Regions from separate parts of the Ovis aries genome. Here region 1 is linked to region 2. A link is a contact called in public Hi-C data. All regions are on one chromosome and are shown on one strand. Each heading gives the region's core, a stretch centred on a gene start, on an enhancer-like site or on the middle of the called end of the contact. The rest is flanking DNA. Distances are from core to core; before and after follow the strand shown. Region 1 has its middle 650 kb from the start of QKI. Region 2 overlaps PACRG (parkin coregulated).

The links. A called contact is a pair of places that touch in the nucleus more often than the background predicts.
Region 1: a Hi-C map of hypothalamus shows a contact between it and region 2, with 3 times the contacts expected there. The contact joins two enhancer-like sites. A contact is called at or near these places in 2 of 16 Hi-C or Micro-C datasets (hypothalamus and tail adipose tissue).

What each region holds. Positions count from the first base shown.
Region 1 is chr8:87,216,181-87,221,794 of ARS-UI_Ramb_v3.0, forward strand. No RefSeq gene overlaps it. Among named protein-coding and RNA genes, the nearest start is that of QKI, 650 kb to the left of the region's middle. Within about 2 kb of position 3,886, at least 10 of the 54 cell types and tissues checked have an H3K27ac peak or open chromatin away from gene starts, as enhancers often do. A contact at or near this core is called in hypothalamus, where this site is marked.
Region 2 is chr8:86,337,487-86,343,264 of ARS-UI_Ramb_v3.0, forward strand. All of the region lies in intron 4 of PACRG (parkin coregulated), which reads left to right. Among named protein-coding and RNA genes, the nearest start is that of QKI, 230 kb to the right of the region's middle. Within about 2 kb of position 2,780, at least 10 of the 54 cell types and tissues checked have an H3K27ac peak or open chromatin away from gene starts, as enhancers often do. A contact at or near this core is called in hypothalamus, where this site is marked.

The sequences.
Region 1 (5,614 bases), core at 2,636-5,135, 880 kb after region 2:
GGATCAATTTTTTACAAAACGGCCCAATCCGGGTAAAATAGTCTCTCCCATAATATACTTTTTAACTGTAAAAATTAATTTAAGAAACTTTCTAAAAATTTTAAAAAATATTTCTATAGAGACTCTTTTGCCATTCCAGCCTAAAGGGAGGAAGAGTAACAAAGCTTATTTTTCTGAGGCTTCATCCAGGAAGAATGAACTATATCTTTTCTCTTTAATATTTAATCTAAACTTTATTAATTTTTTTTAAAACTAAAAGATTCTGTGTCTAATTTATGCTCACCTCCAGGATTGTTCTAAAGCATGGCTCATGAGATATAAAGCTTGCATAAAAGACTGCGTTATCTTGAGCTTTCTTTATTATCATTTTAGTTCAGCCATATTTTTCTTTTTAAGCTTTAAAATGCATTGATCTGAAACGAGCCCTTCGCAGCGAAACTCTCTCATTGTGTAAGAACAGGAGCGGGAGGTCTGTGAACAGCAGGGCTTCGGTCCCTCTGAGACTCATATCCAGGAGCCAGAGTCACTGTCTCTCCTAGTCCACCACCCAGCTGATGAGAGACTAGAAACAGCAGCCCCGGAAAGTTTTGCCAGAATGAAACACACTGGGTCCTTCTCATGGAGCCCATCCTGTCTCCTTCTGCTCACCTGATGCCCTGTTTTCAGTTCTGAGCTATAAACATTTCAAGGTGGCCAAGACGAGTTGTGTGAATATCCCAAGAAAGATGGCCAGTGTCCTAAATGGAGTGAAAACCAGCAAGCTGGGCATGCTTAGATAATGAATCACTTTAGGGAGACAGGGTGGATCTTCTCTCTGATGGTTGGTCAAGTGGAAGAAGTAGAACTTCTATGAGATTCTAGAAGGGGAGAACTAAGATCAGCAGATGGAAACTGTGATGAAATATCATAACTCAGTATCAGCACTTTCTTATCATTGGTTGTGACTGTTGATTAGTTTCTAAGTCGTATCTGACACTTTTGGGACCCAGTGGACTATAGCCCACCAGGTTCCTCTGTCTGCGGGATTCTCCAGACAAGAAAACAGGAGTGGGTTGCCATTTTCTTCTCCAGTTACCCAACCCAGGGATGGAACCTCCAGTTACCCAACCCAACCCAGGGATGGAACCTCCTTAATTGGAAGGTGGATTCTTTATCACTGAGCCACCAGGGAAGCTCTATCATTGGTAGTGCTGTCGAAAAAGTTTAATAGATTTCCTTGCCAAGTAGGGAGCTCTTGGTCTCTGGCAGAATTCCCAGGACACTGACTGATGGCCTTGTCTTGTATACCACGCAACTGTCTTGGCGTGGGGTCAACCCCAGCACTGGATGGCCACGTGGCAGAGACTGCTACCCAACCACCAACATGTAGCCCCTCCTGTCCGTGGTGAAGACTTCTCACTAAGAAACAGCTGTCCAGCTGGGGACTGCAGCTCTCAGCCTCCTTTGTATATATTTGGGGCCTTGTGACAAGTTTTGACTGACCGTTGGAATGTGAGCAGGAGTGATGTTTGTCATTTCCACGCCACAACGGTTAGGGAGCCAGTAAGTCTTCTTCACCCCTTTCTTTCCCCATGTGCGGTCTGGAGGCTAAAGACTGCAAGGCCCTAGTGCAGCATTCGGTGTTAGGGGAAGGAGACTTGAAATCTGCTCGCAGACCAAGAACTCACCTGCTGAACTGATTCGTGCGTGAGTGCTTACTCTTGTCCAACTCTGTGACCCAACGGACTGTAACCCGCCAGGCTCCTCTGTCCATGGGATTCTCCAGGCAAGGAGACTGGAGTGGGTTGCCATGCCCTCCTTCAGGGGATCTTCCCAGCCCGGGGATTGAAGCTGTGTCATTTCCTGCATTGGCAGGTGGGTCCTTTGCCACTAGCGCCACCTGGGAAGAACTGATACATAGGCCAGTGTTAAGCCAGTAAAATTAGAGGGAGTTTTTTTTGTTTGTTTGTTTTGTTTTTTTACAACAGCTGGTCTGTCCCTACGGAATGTATCCACTAAGTCTTGTTCCAGATGTAAAGAGCTGACTGATGCAAAGCCAATATGGGTTATTTCTGGAACATACAGACTACACAGGAATTCTAGAAATTTCTTTTTTTCAGATAATAATTTCCCCTCAGACCAGTGGTGATGAATCTGTTTCATTCCAATCCTATTAAAGAGCCACGGTCCTAGGCAGTTTTAGTCAAACTCTCCCAAGACGTCAGGGGAAAGATGTGACTCCGGAGGTAAACTGTTCCTCTCTACTTGCCTCCAGGTCATTTCCTAGGGTAGCATATCATTTGGAGGGGGGTTTCCCTGGCGGCTCAAAGGTAAAGAATCTGCCTGCCAATTCAGGAGATGCAGGTTCGATCTCTGGGTCAGGAAGATATCCTGAAGGAGGAAATAGCAACCCACTCCAGTATTCTTGCCTGGGAAATCTCATGGACGGAGGTGTCTGGCAGGTTACAGTCCATGGGGTCGCAAAGGGTCAGACATGACTTAGTAACTCAACAACAACAATAGTTTGAGGGCTGTGCTGGAGACACTCAATCCTAAATTATTTCTGAAATAATTTAGGTGAAAGACTGAGGCCACAGGACCTAAAGTGACCCTAAACAGAACTACAATAGCAATTGCACTGTTGGGCTAGAACTGGTACATTAGCAGGAAGGCAGAACCGGTACATTCGAACCATGGCTCAGAGTATTTGCCTCCTCAGACTCTCCAAGGCCCCCTGAAGGCCTGGTCTGTGACACTGGATTTCCTCTGTGTAGACACCATTCTTCTACTTCCCCTTCAAGGGGTATTTAATTTCCATGCAACTGTGCACGCTGGAAGCACACTTAGAACCAAAAGAGCACCGATTGTGAAAGAGGGTGACCTTGGCAAAACACCCGCGTGGTTACCCTGCGCTCTGCGGCCATTAAGTATTAACGCAGAGAAGCTGTTTGGGTTGAAAATATAGGTCATCTTTTGTGGGGCAGGGCCCCGAGGCAACAAGAGGTTAATCCTTTGTCAGCGGCCATGTCAATCCACTGCACGACCAGGTTCAGAAGCTGATGTGTTTATTTCCCTTGGCTGCACGCAGCTGGACACTGAGAATGTTATTACTAAAAGATCAAACCTTCATCTCCAGCCAAATTCCTGCAGAGGGCGGGGAAGGGCGGACAACCGGCTTGTTTTTCTGTTGTGTGCTTGGGCTGATGCGTCCATACACACAGACCCAGTAGACCCGTGCGGTCAGGGTAGCATAAGCGTCGAGGTATCATTATGAAAACCCTGGGGAGGGCAGGGGTTTTGTCCCCCCTTGCCCCCATCCCCCCGAGGTACTATCAGGGGCCATTGTTTTCTTTGGTGTCCTAAATCTGCCAGGGAAGAATATGCCGGCTCCGGAAATTGATGCTGTCTGTCAAGGACAGTGGGAATTTTTGTCTTTCTCTTGGTGGGGGCGGGGGAGGGGGGCTCCTGCCACATCGGCAGGCAGAAGCATGACTCATTAGGGGCCTGATGGGTCAATACTGTCAATCTGGGTCTTGAGTTCACGTTATGCTTTTCTTTGACTGAAGAGGTGGGTATAATGCATTATAATACATAATAATTAAGGAAGTGCTCCCTTAGAGAATGCAGTAAGCTGAGGCCAGGGGCCAGAGGGGCTGAGCCACGTGACTTCTGAGGTCCCTGCTTCTGCTAACAAATTTCCAGGGGCCGCTCTGGCCACCCTGCACCTGGGGGCAGGTTATTCAAGATGGAGCCTGGATCCTTTCCGGGGACATCTGTCTCCAGGTCACATAAAGATGATCCGGAGTTGGCTCGGCCGTGTGTGAAGGTGTGAGGGTGTGACAACAGCTGTGGGGCAGTTCACTCTGTCCAGGTCCTGGGACCTTAAGAACGCGGGCACACCCAGAACCCAGGCTCCCCCTGGTGGCAGGTGGAGCCCCATCCAGAATGGTGCTTCCTAATACCAGGCAGAGTGTTTAAGACCTCAAATCATCCTGGTTTCTCTAGAACCCCACAGTCCAGGGGTCCTGGGGGTGCCCCCCCACACACTGGCATCCTTCATCCCATCAGCCTGATGCACCACGGGCTGCCCGTGAGCTCCGCTGTCTGGGAGAAAATGCCTTCTACGTCTCCGTCTGGAAGTCAGACCTCCCAACAGGGAGCTCACCCTGGTCTCTTGTTTTCCAGACTGTCGTCGGTGTTTCTTGGCTTGATGTGGTGTCTGGACACAGAAGGTGAGGAACAGATGCCTTAACTCCGGGACTGGAACGGGTGCCCATACCCTCCCCGGCTCTGGTCTTTGACATCTTGGTTTGAATCTTACGTTAATGTCGGGGAACAGATTTTCACCCTCGTAGCTCTCCAATGACCGTAAGAAACAGCACTACCAGTGAAACAGGCCAAGATGACAGAAGCAACCATAATAATCCCCAGACTGAACAAGGATACCATAGCTCTGGACCTGCCTTACTTTTACTGAGAATTAGAAATGACTTTGGAGAAGGCAATGGCAACCCACTCCAGTACTCTTACCTGGGAAATCCCATGGACGGAGGAGCCTGGTGGGCTGCAGTCCATGGGGTCTCGAAGAGTCAGACACGATTGAGCAACTTCACTTTCACTTTTCAATTTCATGCATTGGAGAAGGAAATGGCAACCCACTCCAGTGTTCTTGCCTGGAGAATCCCAGAGACAGGGGGAGCCTGGTGGGCTGCACAGGGTCAGACACAACTGAAGCAACTTAGCAGCAGCAGCAGCAGCAGAATGACTTATTTTCACTTTTTCTCTTGAACGCGGTTGCTGTTATCAAAGAAGCAGGGACATGCCCTCACTCACAAAGACATGACCTCTGGGCCCTCCACTGGGTTAAGGGGCTTGTGGGGGGCGCTGGACACAGGGTGGGCAATGCCTGCTCTTGCGCTGCCTGGACCACTGTCCTTCGGGGACTGCATCTGTGTGAGGTACCCACCTGAGAGCATCTCTGAGGATGAACTGAGCTAAGACGGGGGCCCTGCTGGGAACAGTCCATCCTGACACTCCATAAACGTTAGCTGCTATTAGGAGGATTAGGAAAGCATGGTAAATGTACACTTCCCTGAGCTTTTGTCTTGGGAAGGGAATGCTTCAAGAGTGTGCCAAAGTCAAACCGATTTAGTTTTAGAACTATAGAGAAAGACATTGCTATCTGCTGAGATCTTACTTACCAAGCACCAGCTTGCGGTGCGTGTTTACGGCTGATGCAACTGTTAGAAATAAGAGGCTCTGGAACAGCGGATGCCTCCGCAGTGGAGTCATGGGATGTGCTTTATTTGTAGGGGGCTGGATAAATTCCGACCCGAGTTATCTTGGGACGGCCCTTAAGTGGCCTGTGTAAGCTGCATTTCAGGCTCAAGCTCAGTTCCTAGAGGACAGGTGTGCATCCGAGAATGTTGGCGGTGGTCTCGGAAACTTTTGTGGGAGACCAGCTCTCAGATGGATCCAAGGGTCCTAAAGATGTCCCAACCCAGACAAGGGCCAATGGGCAGTGGTCTCAAGCTTAAAAGCGAGGAAGCCAGCTGCCAATGGTTGGGTGGAAAAAAACAGACACTGATGATTTTGGAAGCTTGCTGATATCTGACATTTCATACACATTAAATGA
Region 2 (5,778 bases), core at 1,530-4,029:
CTGCAGCTTTGGTGTGGGCCTGTTGAGTAAGTTATGGCCAGCGGCAGAGAAGTGTTGTGTGGCATTCAGTTGGGGAGGGCAGATCTCTTGTCCTTCCTTCCTTTGCTGCAGCCTGGAACTCAGATGAGAAGGCTGGGGTTGCAGCAGCCACACTGGGCTATGAGGTAATCTCCCAGTGGAAGACACAGGCAAGAAAGTGAAGTACCAAAGAATGAGAAGTCCAGTTATCCAGTGACTTTTGGAGCTCTTGCACTTCATAATAGTCAGATTGCCTCCTGACAGAAGAAAGAATAAACATCTGTCTTACCTAAGCCAGTATTATTTAGGGTTTTCTGTCATATGCAGGCAAACCTAATCTTTATAGTTAGGCACATCAACAAAATTTGTGCATTAAAAGAATGGGCTTATCTCCAGGCTCCCTGGGGTGGATGCCCAGCTTCTCATCTTCCCCCACACCCACCCCACAGACACAGAACATAGAGAAAAGGAAGAATTAGCAACAATATTTTCAGCATTCTGTAATCATTGGTCGTTTCATGGAACTGTGTCTCTGGTGTGTTTCGAATTGTCATTCAGTGATAAAGCTCTCATGTAGTACAAGCAAATTTTGATAAAACTACATGTGACAATTCCTACTTGGGTTGATAGAGCGCTCTCTTTTAAAAGGCCGAAATTCTTCTGTTCTTACGGAATTAAAGTTTTTACTCTTCATTTGTTATGAGTTGAATTTTCAGGTTGATGAAATAAGTCACAGAGACTTACCCCTGGGGAATTAATGGAATAGCTTAAGTTTTAAGCCGCAGGTTTCTTTCTTTCTTTCTTTTTTTTTTAGAAATGGGAAGATGCTTTATGGTAAAAAGCTTCGCAGCAGCTCGGTTTGCATTGATATCCTGTTAATCTTAGCTTAAGCGCTGCATCTGGAGGAGAGGTGCATTGGCAGGGTTCCTGACAGGGACCTGAGACAAAGGAAGGGAGCAAGCGCAGGGAGAACCCTGCCTTAACCTCCTTCAGTGCTCACCACTTGCTGGGCCACTCTTCATGTGGCTCAGAAGCCCCATGCACCCTGGGCTCAGCCCACTGATTTAGTGTTCTTTAAAAAAAAAAAAAAAAAAAGATAAACAAGCTTACCTGGTCACTATCCTGGCACAGCACGGGCTTTCAGCTAGTTCCCATCTAGACTGTAAGCTCCCTGAGGGCAGGGAATGGCGTCCGACAGTTCTTTACGACTGTCTTAGCAGTATCCCAGTGTGAGCCCTGAAACAGCATCTGATTCTGTCCATCTATTTACAAATGGAATCCCTGAAGCCTCCTTTTGTCGGACAGGGACGGCCAGCCTGGGTTGGGATGAGGGGTGCTGACCCCCGGCACGCTGATGAGCACTGAACATGCACTTGGCGAGCTGAAACGACCCATCCCAGCCATCCAGTGGCGGTACTGAACTCAGGAGGTCTTTCCAAAGAGAAAACGGGCTTTGCAACCACTTGTCTCACCCAGTCATCAGCTCCAGGCACTGTATTCCTCTCCACACCACACAGCTTTCGGTTTTGTTCGGTTCCCCCTTGTTCTTCACCCATTCTTCCATCTGACCTGCATCTCTGATTAAGGAATGAAGTTTTCTGTTCAAGATTGACTTTTACTGCTCGTTTCCTGGGCATATTTGCTTCCCCAGTGGACAGCTTGAAATGAGTCACTCAGCTGATTGGTACTTTCTGAAAAATGAGATGCTCGTGAAGATAAATATGTCTTTCTATTTGGGCAGAATAAATCTTGGGTTTATCAACAAGTATACTCATTGAAATATCATGAAGCTGTCACAAGGTTTTCTACTAACTAGTATCAGCCATGATGACATGGTTTACTTTTATACTCAGGTGCTGAATAATGAATTGGAATAACACAGCTTATAATAAATAGATCAGGAAAATACTGCTAACAAGTGTCATTGAGTTTATGAGAGGTTTTTTTTGCATCATCACCATTGAGCACTTTGATTTCTTATACTTTCATGAGCAACTTACTTGGTGGTTCAAGTATTTAGATAGTGCTGTTTCTTAGGTTGAAATTTTGCAGAAAATCAGATTTTCACAATTCTTTCTTCAAAGATTATCTACACACTGTTACCAACAATTGCTGCCTTTCACGGAGTGACCGCTCCATGATCATATGCCAAATGCTGCGTGCATTTTGCTGGATTAGTGTTTGAACTCCCGTTTTATATAGAAAGCTGGCACTCAAGTGGTTCCAGCCTTTAAGGAGGGGCACAGGGTTGTACACAGCAGAGCCAGGGTGTGGTTCCACCACATCTGACTTCAATCTGTGTCTCTGACTCCTCAGCTTTGCAACCTTCCCCAGAAGTCAAAGCAGTATTAGGTCGTTTCGTCACCTGTGTGGGTACCGGTATGGGAGCAGCTGGGGCTGAGATGGTAAGGCTGAGATGCTTTGGCGTGGGAATGCTGGCTGAAGAGAAGCTGGAGCTGAACACCATGGGCTGAACAATGTTGGGGTCAGGGATGCCGGGTGGAGGGATCCTGCGGCCATGTTGCTCATAGATGTTGGCACCAGGACTTGAAACCGAATCAGACTGACTGATACCGCATGTCTGATCACCTCACTCCCCCACCGTGGGCTGCTTTGTAAATTTAGGCTTAGATGAAGAGTACACGATACAGCCCTATTAACAGGGAGCATTGGCAAACTTTTATCTGCGCACATAGCATCTCAACGGCTGGCTAAGTGATCCAGACGGCCACTTGGGGACAGCAGAGGCTCAGGGGCAGCAAAAAAAAGCTGAGCAGAGGCCAGAGATGAAAGAGCCAATTCTCAATTATTCTGTGGGTCCCTAGAGATGAACACTGTGAACTTGTTCCCAGTCTCTGTGTCTCATGCCAGCTGTCCCCCCACCGATCCCCTCCCTCAGCCACCACCCAAGGACGTGTCCCTGGAAGAGTTCCACATATGCATAGGGAGGGGGGAAGAGAATTGAAGATTCTTTGCTTGCGGCGGCAAAAAAGCACACGTCCATCTTTAGCCAACCCTTGTTTAGAGATTTGTTTGTTTGTTTGTTTTACAAACGAGACAGAGGGTTTCATTATCAGTCAGTAATCTGCTTTGTTGGTGTATTTCTTCATCCTTAGCCACTCAGTTGCTATGAAGGTGTCTTTCATCACTGAAGAAAAGTGCTGTGCACAGCACAATAAACTGGAGTTCCACCTGGTCAGCAGCGAGCCTGAGGCTCGCAAGGCCGGGGAGGTGTGGCCGCAGCTCTAGCTGATGGGAGCCGCCCTGAAGCCGGGCCAGCGTGCCCCGGCCTGGTGTTGGAGGCCGCCTTGCTGTCGCTCTAAAACAAAGCGCCTGTTCACTTCCCATCCTTGTAGCTTTACTGCTTCTGGGTGAGGTTTAGTAATTCTTGGTCAAATTTCAGCTCAGGTTACCTGGGAACAGTCTTGGGGCTAACCCCCACTCAATCCCTCTTGTAAGTTCCATTGAAGGTGGTAGACTTTTCTAGGCCCCTTTGTTCCCATCTAAGTCATGAAGTAGCCTCTGCCTTTCTCCTGTTAGTGAGCCCCCTGCTTCCCACCCATGAGTGAACTCATTGCTTTCACCTGTTTCTGAAAATTCATGTTTGTAAGAGAGCCTGAAGGATAAAAGTGACTAAGGATGTCTCAAACTTTTTGTTGTTATTCAGTAGTTAAGTCATGTCTGACTCTTTGTAACTCCATGGACTGCAGCACTCCAGGCTTCCCTGTCTATCAGTATCTCTCGGAGTTTGCTCAGGCTCATGTCCATTGAGTCGGTGAGGCCATCCAGCCATCTCATCCTCTGACGCCCCCTTCTTCTCCTGCCCTCAATCTTTCCCAGCATCAGGGCCTTTTCGAATGAGCTGGCTTTTCCCATCAGCTGGCCAAAGTACTGGAGCTTCAGTTTCAGCATCAGTCCTTCCAGTGAATATCCAGGGTTGGTTTCCTTTAGGATGGACTGGTTTGATCTCCTTGCTATACAAAGGACTCTCAAGTGTCTTCTCCAGCACCTGTTTAAATTAATAGTTTGTTTTACTTCATCCCAGTTCTCAGTTAAAACACAGAGTGAGACTGGCCTTTGGAATGTCCTTCTGTCTACAAAATCAATCCAAATAAGACTGTGGACGAGTCCTACTCCCTTCCACTGTGATAACCATCCCTGCCAATTTCCACATTGCTGAGATAATCACTGGAGCTGTGATATGTCCAGAAAGAGGCTCCTGCTGTTTAATTTGGTCTCTACCTTCAACACAGGTCTCTGACATTCAGCAGGCTTCATTGGAAAGAAGAATTTCAAAGTATTTAATTTAAAAATTTATAAAATGCCTACTTAAACATTGACATAGGTATGAAATAATCATTCTTTACATAAACAGAGAACTCCCACTGGTATTATCTATAGATCTCCCTATTTTTATCAGTAATGAAACTGAAACTTGCTAATTGACTTGTTCTGGGCCACAGAGGTAGTTAATTTGCAGGGTACCGTCTTTTTTTTTAATATAAATTTATTTATTTTAATTGGAGTTTAATTACAATGTTGTATTGGTTTTGCCATACATCAACATGTATCCACCACAGGTATACACGTGTTCTGCATCCTGAACCCCCCTCCCTCCTCCCTCCCCATACCATCCCTCTGGGTCATCCCAGTGCACCAGCCCCAAGCATCCAGTATCATGCATTGAACCGGGGCTGGTGACTCGTTTCATATATGATATTATAAATGTTTCAATGCCATTCTCCCAAATCATCCCACCCTCTCCCTCTCCCACAGAGTCCAAAAGACTGTTCTATGTATCTGTGTCTCTTTTGCTGTCTCACATACAGGGTTATCGTTACCATCTTTCTAAATTCCATATATATGCATTAGTATACTGTATTGGTGTTTTTCTTTCTGGTGAAAGAAATCAAAGAGGACACTAATAGATGGAGAAATACACCATGTTCATGGATCGGAAGAATCAATATAGTGAAAATGAGTATACTACTGAAAGCAATTTATAGATTCAATACAATCCTTATCAAGCTACCAACGGTATTTTTCACAGAGCTAGAACAAATAATTTCACAATTTGTATGGAAATACAAAAAACCTCGAATAGCCAAAGCAATCTTGAGAAAGAAGAATGGAACTGAAGGAATCAACCTGCCTGACTTCAGGCTCTACTACAAAGCCGCAGTCATCAAGACAGTATGGTACTGGCACAAAGACAGAAATATAGATCAATGGACCAAAATAGAAAGCCCAGAGATAAATCCATGCACCTATGGACACCTTACCTTTGACAAAGGAGGCAAGAATATACAATGGATTAAAGACAATCTCTTTAACAAGTGCTGCTGGGAAAACTGGTCAACCACTTGTAAAAGAATGAAACTAGAACACTTTTTAACACCATACACAAAAATAAACTCAAAATGGATTAAAGATCTAAATGTAAGACCAGAAACTATAAAACTCCTAGAAGAGAACACAGGCAAAACACTCTCTGACATACATCACAGCAGGATCCTCTATGACCCACCTCCCAGAATAATGGAAATAAAAGGGTACAGTCTTATTTGATGGGTTTAAGGCCAAACAGGGACCCCGGCTTTGCCAAGCAGGTGGGGAGTGGAAGGCAGATCATGAGTCCAGGGGCAGAGAGATTCCAGTGGTCCTTTGAGGCTAAGGAAGGCTGTGGAGGACCCATAGCTTGAAGGATGAGTGGGACTTCATATTTAGGAGATGCAGCCTTGAAACAATGTGATCCGTGCT